2 separate regions of the Mus musculus genome follow, and region 1 is linked to region 2. A link is a contact called in public HiChIP or PLAC-seq data. All regions are on one chromosome and are shown on one strand. The core of a region is the stretch at or near the end of the contact, and the rest is flanking DNA. Distances in the headings are between cores, read along the strand shown.

Region 1 (4,018 bases), core at 1,281-3,780, 510 kb after region 2:
GGGCTGCAGGAATTCGTTATCCGTGGGAGTGACGTCAGACTCCTGCCCACCTAACCTCTGCCCATAGTTTGACCTGTTAGAGCCACACAGAATAAACTCACTCCCTTTCCCATTTGACAGCATTGTGGGAGTTGACAGACGGTTGTCAGGGTTCCTCCATTGTATTAGATTCACAAGTGTTGGAACTGCCTCTCTTGTGACATGGTTTCTGGGACAATTCACTAACCCAGTATCCTTCCTGGTTCTTCCACTACTTCATCAGTATCCTCTTTAAGATGCCACCTCCACTATTTTTTTGATTTTTCGAGACAGGGTTTCTCTGTGTAGCCCTGGTTGTCCTGGAACTCACTCTGTAGACCAGGCTGGCCTCGAACTCAGAAATCCGCCTGCCTCTGCCTCCCAAGTTCTGGGATTAAAGATGTTTGCCACCATGCCCGGCTCCACCACCTCCACTTCTAAACAGAGAACGTGTAAATGTTCAAGAGGGAGGCATTTGATATAGTGACATGAGGGAGATGGCCATTCTCTAATGAGGAAATGATTTACGCTACAATGCAAGGGAAAATCAACTTTAGGGCCTTGCATGTTCTAGGCAGCCTATTTACTTCTGAGCTCTATCTCCAGCCCCAATGCCAGGTTCATGGGTGCAGAATGTAAGTTTATACACCTCACTTTAGATAGCTCTTTCCATGTAGCTCCTTGGGACATGCAAAATAAAAGAACTAATGAACCAACAACAACAACAAAAAAACCCAACCAACCAACCAAACCTTCAGGTATATATAGCAACAAGTCAACAGTTGTTTACATTGTAAAGGAACAGTAACTTTTCTCTTCTATCAGTCTGCCCTTTGTGCTGACGACTATATATTTCTTTCACAATTTAAAAAAAAATTACAGATTTGACAGTGCAGGAGAACCATGATACCCGTAACAAGCCACAATGCTCAAGTGCCAACAAGGCCAACAATAGCCCTGGCCTCACCACCCTTGCTCTGAACAAATTCTTAGCAAGCCTTATGGTTTGTTAATTTTTTTATTAGATATTTTCTTTATTTACATTTCAAATGTTATTCCCTTTCCTGGTTTCCTCTCTGAAAACCCCCTATCCCATTCCCCCTCCCCCTGCCCACCAACCCACTCACTCCTGCCTCCCCACCTTGGCATTCCCCTACACTGGGGCATCAAGCCTTCTCAGGACCAAGGACCTCTCCTCCCATTGATGCCCAACAAGGCCATCCTCTGCTACATATGCAGCTGGAGCCATGAGTCTCTCCATGTGTCCTCTTTGGTTGATAGTTTAGTCCCTGGGAGCTCTGGGGGTACTGGTTAGTTCATATTGTTGTTCCTCCTATGGGACTGCAAGCTCCTTCAGCTCCTTCTATCCTTTCTCTAGCTTCTCCATTGGGGACCTTGTGCTCAGTCCAATGGTTGGCTGAGAGCATCCACCTCTGTATTTGTCAGGCAATGACAGAGTCTCTCAGGAGACAGTTATATCAGGTCAAGGTTTGTTCATTTTTTGTTGTTGTCTGATCATTTTTCTTGCATCTGGACCAAGAATTGTTTCTTTGGTCACGCCGAAATTTTCTTAATAAAATTCTTGAGTTTTTTTTTTTTTTTTCATGTTGTTCTACTTTAGTGCTTCAAAGGACTGAGATTTTTTTTCTTTTCTTTTTTTAACCTCAATAAAGAACCTTTGTTTTCCTCCAATCCACCTCGCTGTGTTTCTTTTGGCTTCTTGTTGGTGGAAGCCCATGCTGCCTCTGACACATGGCACAGTGTTAGTTACTCTTTTAGTTTTGTGTCAGTCTACATGTGCAAGCTGACAAATCGTTTGTGTCACTGGGCCCAAACAAGGGCTGGTGGCATCCTGTTCATTCCTTCCTTGAGTTAATGAGACTCTGTTGACTTTCTGGATGCAGTGGTTGGTCCCACAACACCTTCAACCAGTAGGTCCTTCAATCTAGCTATCCAGCTTATAAAATGCATTGTCCACAGCCTTGCTGAGAGACTCGTTAAAAACAACCTTGTGAGGTTTGGATATCTTTCAAAGGAGAAAAACATGAGACGGTGATAGTATGGTGTGGTTTGTTCTACGTTGCTTGCCCTGGCTGCTGGAGATCACCACTTCCTTTGCTAAGTGATTACAATCTCTTTAATAATGCAGGTTAGAGTTTGCTGTGGATCAAAGCTAAGCTAAGCTAAGCTGTGCCATGCAGCATTTCACTAACCTACACATTCCTAGCTTTCAACAACTCGGAGAGTTGCCCATCACTAATCCTTTGGCATGAATACCAAGACTCCTGACGATGGCTCTGTGATTAAATCTCCAGGTTCGTTGTATCCCCAGGAATCTGCCTTAGATCCAAGGTGGGTACATGTTTTTCACGAAGCTTCACACTGAGGGCTGCAATTTCTTCTTCCCCATCTTTATACCACCCTTTCCCCTTGGAGACAGAGTTGATGGAAGCTAGGCAGGTCTTGGGTAACTCTGGCTGTCTGTCATCTGCTAACATTACACCATCTGCTCCAAGCACTGGCCCTGGATCTTCCTGTTCCCAGCGCACTTGCACAAAGTTGATCTTGCTGTCACTGGGCAGTTTCTGCAAGTCTCAGGCTTGTTTTGAACTCCAGCCTTGGAGTGGTACAGGTCCGAGGCAACTCCCCTTTTCCTTTGGTTATGTTTCCCTCTTTCCCCTTTGAAAACCCGAGAGTGGGTTCTGGGGAGCTTCTCGTCACTTTCTAGTCAGGACCACTGGTGAATACATTGCCAGAATTTAAATTAGGAAATGTCGTGGCTTTAATCTGGCTGCCATGCTCTTCGGAAGAACACATCAGTAAGAAGGCAGAAAGAAGCTCTTTAGGTTTGCATCATACGACATCACCAAGTAGACTCAGGTGAGCAGCCGGTCCAGCTTTGTATCTTGCAGGATGAACATGCTAAGTCTTCCCCGGAAAACTGCAGGACAAGTGATTTTTTTTTTAAAGTCATTCTTAGCTGCCTTAAGCAAGGATGTAGAAGAAGGGTTAGTTTCAGTGTATTGTGCAAAGAGAAAGAGGGAACAGGGGAGAGATCAGAGGAAGAAGGAGACTGGAGCTAGGTTTCCAGCGGCATCATCTTCAGATGAGTTTAAAGGGAGGGAGCGAAGCACAGGTCAAGTGACTTTTGATAACTTCGCTCACAACACAGAACCTAGAGCCAGGAGTTGGGCCCAGGCGGCACGATTGGACGGTTTATTCTCACAGGTGACTAACAGGCAGCTTATGGGACCACTCAGCCCAGAAACGTGGATCACTGTGATCATTTAAGAATTCAGATTCTCAAGCCGGGCGTGGTGGCACACACCTTTAATCCCAGCACTTGGGAGGCAGAGGCAGGCAGATTTCTTAGTTCGAGGCCAGAGTGAGTTCCAGGACAGCCAAGGCTACACAGAGAAACCCTGTCTCGAAAAAACCAAAAAAAAAAAAAAAAAGAATTCAGATTCTCCATCAAATTCTAGATTGGTAGCTTCTTTTGAACATCTCAGGAGCCATGTTTTTTGCTTTGGAGCAAAACCTTTAACATCGTGCTCGATCCCTACAGAGAGTGGGCTCACTCTAGCGGGCGGCTCACATTCCCCAATGACTTTGTTTATTTACATTCTCTACTGGGTCTTGATAGACATCTGAGTTTGGAGAGCTGCTTCCTTGCTTCCTGTGGAAGACTTGTTCCCTGGTTTCCAAGAGAAAGCCTTCAGCCTTATAGAAAAGAAGAAAACAAGGACAGCAAAAGTCAACTATATGACCGCTACACTGAGGTTAGGGTTGTTATTCCCCCTGGATAATGGCTGCCCAGAAACTTGAGAGGTTCTGAAATGACTGGGCTTCATTTCTTCAGCTCATCTCTGGCCCCTTCATTTGCAAAGGCGTGTCCACTTTCAGCACTGTGTCCTCAGGCCACAGAGTCTAATGAGAACACCACCGGAGACCGTAGAACCTCTAAAAGTGGGTTCTGGGATGGCAGGGCGTCGGGGAAGGG
Region 2 (4,139 bases), core at 322-2,821:
GTACCTATCAGTGCTGGAGTGGTCCTGAGACAGAGACAGTTTTCCCCGATAGCCCACTTTATACTCAGATCTTAATTTACACTTGGTGGGTGCTTATCGGAGGGTAATGATATTACACAAGATATTCCCTCCCACTGTTCCTTGCTATCCTCAGAAAAGCACAGAGAGCGGATCTATTCTCCTTTCTGTTCAAGATTTCTTTAATTTATACAACATAGAAAATCTTGGTTTTCTCTCCTACACCTGCTTCACCCCAGGCACCCTGTGGGGCTTTGCCCACCTTTCCTTCCATGATAGAGCATCCATCCCACATTGTCCTTATTTTATGGAATCTCTCCTAAAGTGGCTACTGTTTCCAGGAATATAGTGTTCTTACCATCCCTAGGTAGTGTATTTATTACATCCCTGCTGATCCTGGTGGCTTGATGAATATAGCCTATACTAGCCTTTTCTTCTTTTTAGATGAGTGCTAGGGTCAGCTAAAATCATAATTCACTGCCTCGGGATCTTGCACATTTGAGAAGTAGGCATTTTAGCTCAGGTGTAAACAATTTGGAGTTGGTGAGGGCAAAGTCAGAGAAGTGGTTGCCATATTGCCAGACGTGACTTCAGGTTCCCATCTTCTCCTGGGTATTGAAAGTTTAAATCCCAGAATCAGTAAGGCATGGCCCAGAATCTCACTCTGTAGCCCAAGCTGGCCGGACATTTGCTGTGTTGCAATGTTGACCAGGCTGGCCTCAAACTTAAAGGTCTCTTGACTCAGAGATTACAGGAGTAGGCCATGTTCGAAGATTCCTTAGAATTCGACCATCCCCATCTCATCCCTCAGGCAAAAAACAAAGGACATTCTCATGAGATGTTTCCCAGTTTTCAATCTTTATCCAAAGTGTGAGTTAAGACTGGGGAAGCTGGTGTTTTTTAAAATCATGTCTGAAAGAACAATGTTTCCTAAGTCCCAGCAGGCCTGGATATTTCAGACAGTGAACGCTCAGAGGGTGTGGAGCCACCACCTTAAGTAAACTATGTTGCTAAGTACTGGGGTTTTTCCTGCAGTGCAAACAAGTGAGGGAAGTTGATCTGGGCTTGTGATCCATACGGTCCTTGGTACACTCTGTGTCAAAGGACTGGGGTGTGTGTCTGTGTGTATGTCTGTGTCTTTGTGCTGTGTGTGAAAGAGACAACGATACCACGTGCAGAGACGGTGTGAAAAAGAATCTGCTCCATGCCCCAAGTTGCTAGAGTCAGGACCATTCCCCGCCCCCATTCTGGCACTCAGCGGGAGTCCCTAACACAGTGTTCCTTTAGTAGGAGTCAGGATGCAGGCGAGCCGCAGCTGGCAAGAGCTAAACCTCTTCTCCTTCGCGCACCCGGCCCAGCCCTCGCTCTTACTTCCCTTCTCCCTTTCCACTTGCCCCTTGAGGACCCAGCCCTAGTTGGCTCAGGGTTTGCGCCCATCGCAAGCCTCTTCTCTTAGGCGCTTACTCTGTCCGGGTGAGGGCAGGAAGTCGGAGGAGCTGCATCCGGCTGTCACAGACAGGGATCCCTGCAGAGGTTTAGGAGGAACCCTCAACCAGGCGCAGAGGGGCCACACCCTCCTAGCGTTGCTGTAGAAACCGCTCAGGCCCTTTTTGTGACTCTGAGCTGAATAGGCTTACCCCACTTAAGGCCCAAACCATCTTTCGCATAGGCCAAAAGAATACATCTCTCCCCAACCTCGTTTTCTCTCTCCAATTCATGGATCACCCAAGGTATGAGTGAAATCCCAGGACCCTGAGATTAAAGTTGGCTGGACAGGCCAGACTGGAAAATTTCTAAGATCTTTCAAAAACAGTATGTGGAAGTAGATAAAAGCCCTGGATAGAATTTTCTTATAAGATGTACACTTCGACTGTACTAAGTTTCAGAAAGAACCACATGGAACTGTGACAGTGGCATGTCCTGATGGGCTCTGATACCAGGAAGGGACTCACTGAAAAGAAGCAGAGTTGAGTTTAGCGTTCAAGTCCTTAGACATTTAGCTGAGTACCCGAGGCAGCTGTGACGGGCAGACTGCGGTGTTTATGTGGTTCCCCAGGAAGCTGTTCATTCTGACTTAATGTTTGAGACAAGTTTCACTACATAGCCCTGGTTGGCCTGGAACTGTGTAGACCAAGCTGGCCTTGAGCTGGTAGGGAAGCATCGTCCTCTACTAGGATTAAAGGTGTGTGTCACCATAGCCTGTTCATGCTTTTATTTTGGGAATGCAGTGTCAGTAACGTCTTGAATGGATACACAACGGGGTGAGGAGTAGCAGCGAGGACCAGTCCATCAGAACACAGATAGACCAAAGCACAGGCATGATACGGTGGCGAGTGTAACATGAGAGAGCTACAGTGAGTCAAGGAGTAATCTGCTCTTTGGGTATGATGATTGGGGTAGGTAAGACCAAGCGAGGAAGAGGTGCGACCGCGGCCAGCAACTGATGGTTATTAACCCTTGTAGCTAGGCCGGTTTTAACACACTTTGAAGTTTTTATTTAGTGTGTCTGAGTATGTATTACATATGTACATGCACCACTGGAGTGCAGGTGCCCGTGGAGTCTAGAAGAGGGTGTTAGATCTGCTGAAGTGGAGATTCAGGCAGTTTTAAGCCACCTGATATGGGTGCTGGAAAACAAACCTGCGTTCTGTGCAAGAGCCGCAAGCGCCTTTAAGCACTGAGCCATCTCTCTCCAGCTTCTGAGGGACCTTATGACTACAAAGAAATAATGCGAATCATAATAAAACCCAAGTCCCTCCAGTGAGTATTATATATTTATAACAATGGTTATTGCTCAAAGCATACAAATTAACTCAAAACCAGGTAACTAGGTGGGTGTCACAGCACCCACCACCACTAGGGAGGCCGTGGCAGAAGGAAGGATGGTAGGTTCAAGGACAGCCTGGGCTACATAGGAAGCCCTGTCTCAAAAATCAGAACCAAAATCACGCAGATTGCTAACTGAAGATTGGGATTTTAAGGACGGTGGAGCAGGTAAGGTGGAGAATACAGTGTAAGCATATATATGAGTAAGAAGATGTACAAAAGCAATGGTCACTTAAATCAAAGCTGCTTGTCCTCACGGTAACACAGATGTCTCATAGCTGAGAACTAGGCGAGGCATGCACATTTTACAGTAAACATTAGACTTTATTAAAGTAATCAGAAACAAGTTGATTTCTTACTATAAAAATAATTGCTTTTACTGACAGTAAACCAGAGCTTCCTGAGACGATGCATCAGCTGTGACAGGGGCGTGGAGGTGACAGCTTTCAACCTTGGGCTTCATCTCAATGATGAAGACACTCCTCCCCCTGCTTATTTTGACCACAGAAGACTCATTTTAGCAACACGTACACATGCAGGTACATACATGGTATCAATGAGCATAGCTTACATCTTTTCATGTTTATTAAAGGTTTTGAAAAGTTCATACAGCGTCATGAGATTCTATCTGCTGTACACTAACCACCTGTCCCATGTAGGAACACATGCTGCAGTAGAGTCAACATGTTAATATGTACAAAAGCAGAATTCTTACTAAAAAGACCTAGACAAAGAGAGTAAGCTTGGAATAAACCTGAAGAAATGTAGTATGGGAAAGATTTCAGCAATGCCTCCTGAAGGACCCAGGATGCTCCCATGCCAGAGCTGGGAGACATGTGATTACAGACGTGCCGCAGAGCCCGAGTGACAGTGGCTTATAAACACAAGAAAACACAACACACTCTTCAGGAGTGCCACAAGGAGAGGTCCCAGAACCCTTTGCTGAAGGACAGAAAGGCTTTGATGAGACCAGAATCACACACAGACATGGTCCTTCATGTGACCCATTAAAGGTTCTCTTATGTGGAAGCTGAATATGACAACCCTGCTTGCAGTCCCAAGGGTCCCAGCAGTCCTTTCCTGCTACCGCACTTGGCTGCTTGTGGCACTTGGATGCAAGCGCTTAACTGGCGCTAATCGGGAGAGGCCCAGACGCAGGCTCTGACTCGGGGACTTGGCAGGTGTTCCTGCCAATGCATTGCTGCTAGAGTTCCTGCTCCCAGAGGCAGCTGCAGGAGAAACCAAAGGCAAGCAAAGGGTTAGGTCCGGCTCTACAGAGCCCATCATGAGCTGCA

The links. HiChIP or PLAC-seq counts read pairs in DNA pulled down with a chosen protein or histone mark.
Region 1: a contact with region 2 is called in an H3K27ac HiChIP or PLAC-seq map of regulatory T cells, with 6 times the contacts expected there. The contact joins the enhancer-like site here to the promoter of Dyrk4 in region 2. A contact is called at or near these places in 11 of 39 promoter capture datasets (the C10 cell line, the HPC-7 cell line, cranial neural crest and 7 more), 1 of 15 datasets of contacts at CTCF or cohesin (CD8 T cells), 4 of 484 Hi-C or Micro-C datasets (CD8 T cells, granulocyte-monocyte progenitors, liver and 1 more), 9 of 115 datasets of contacts at active chromatin or transcription factors (Th17 cells, bone marrow-derived macrophages, craniofacial prominence and 6 more) and 1 of 9 other capture datasets (liver).

What each region holds. Positions count from the first base shown.
Region 1 is chr6:127,432,246-127,436,263 of GRCm38.p6, forward strand. No RefSeq gene overlaps it. Among named protein-coding and RNA genes, the nearest start is that of Gm34148, 14 kb to the right of the region's middle. Within about 2 kb of position 2,531, at least 26 of the 459 cell types and tissues checked have an H3K27ac peak or open chromatin away from gene starts, as enhancers often do. A contact at or near this core is called in CD8 T cells, effector CD8 T cells and regulatory T cells, where this site is marked.
Region 2 is chr6:126,920,268-126,924,406 of GRCm38.p6, forward strand. It overlaps Dyrk4 (dual-specificity tyrosine-(Y)-phosphorylation regulated kinase 4), which reads right to left and starts at 1,572. Exons shown (of 15, transcript NM_207210.2): 1 at 1,483-1,572. The coding sequence starts at 1,520. Rad51ap1 (RAD51 associated protein 1) reads right to left here. Exons shown (of 9, transcript NM_009013.4): 9 at 3,148-4,073. The coding sequence ends at 3,928.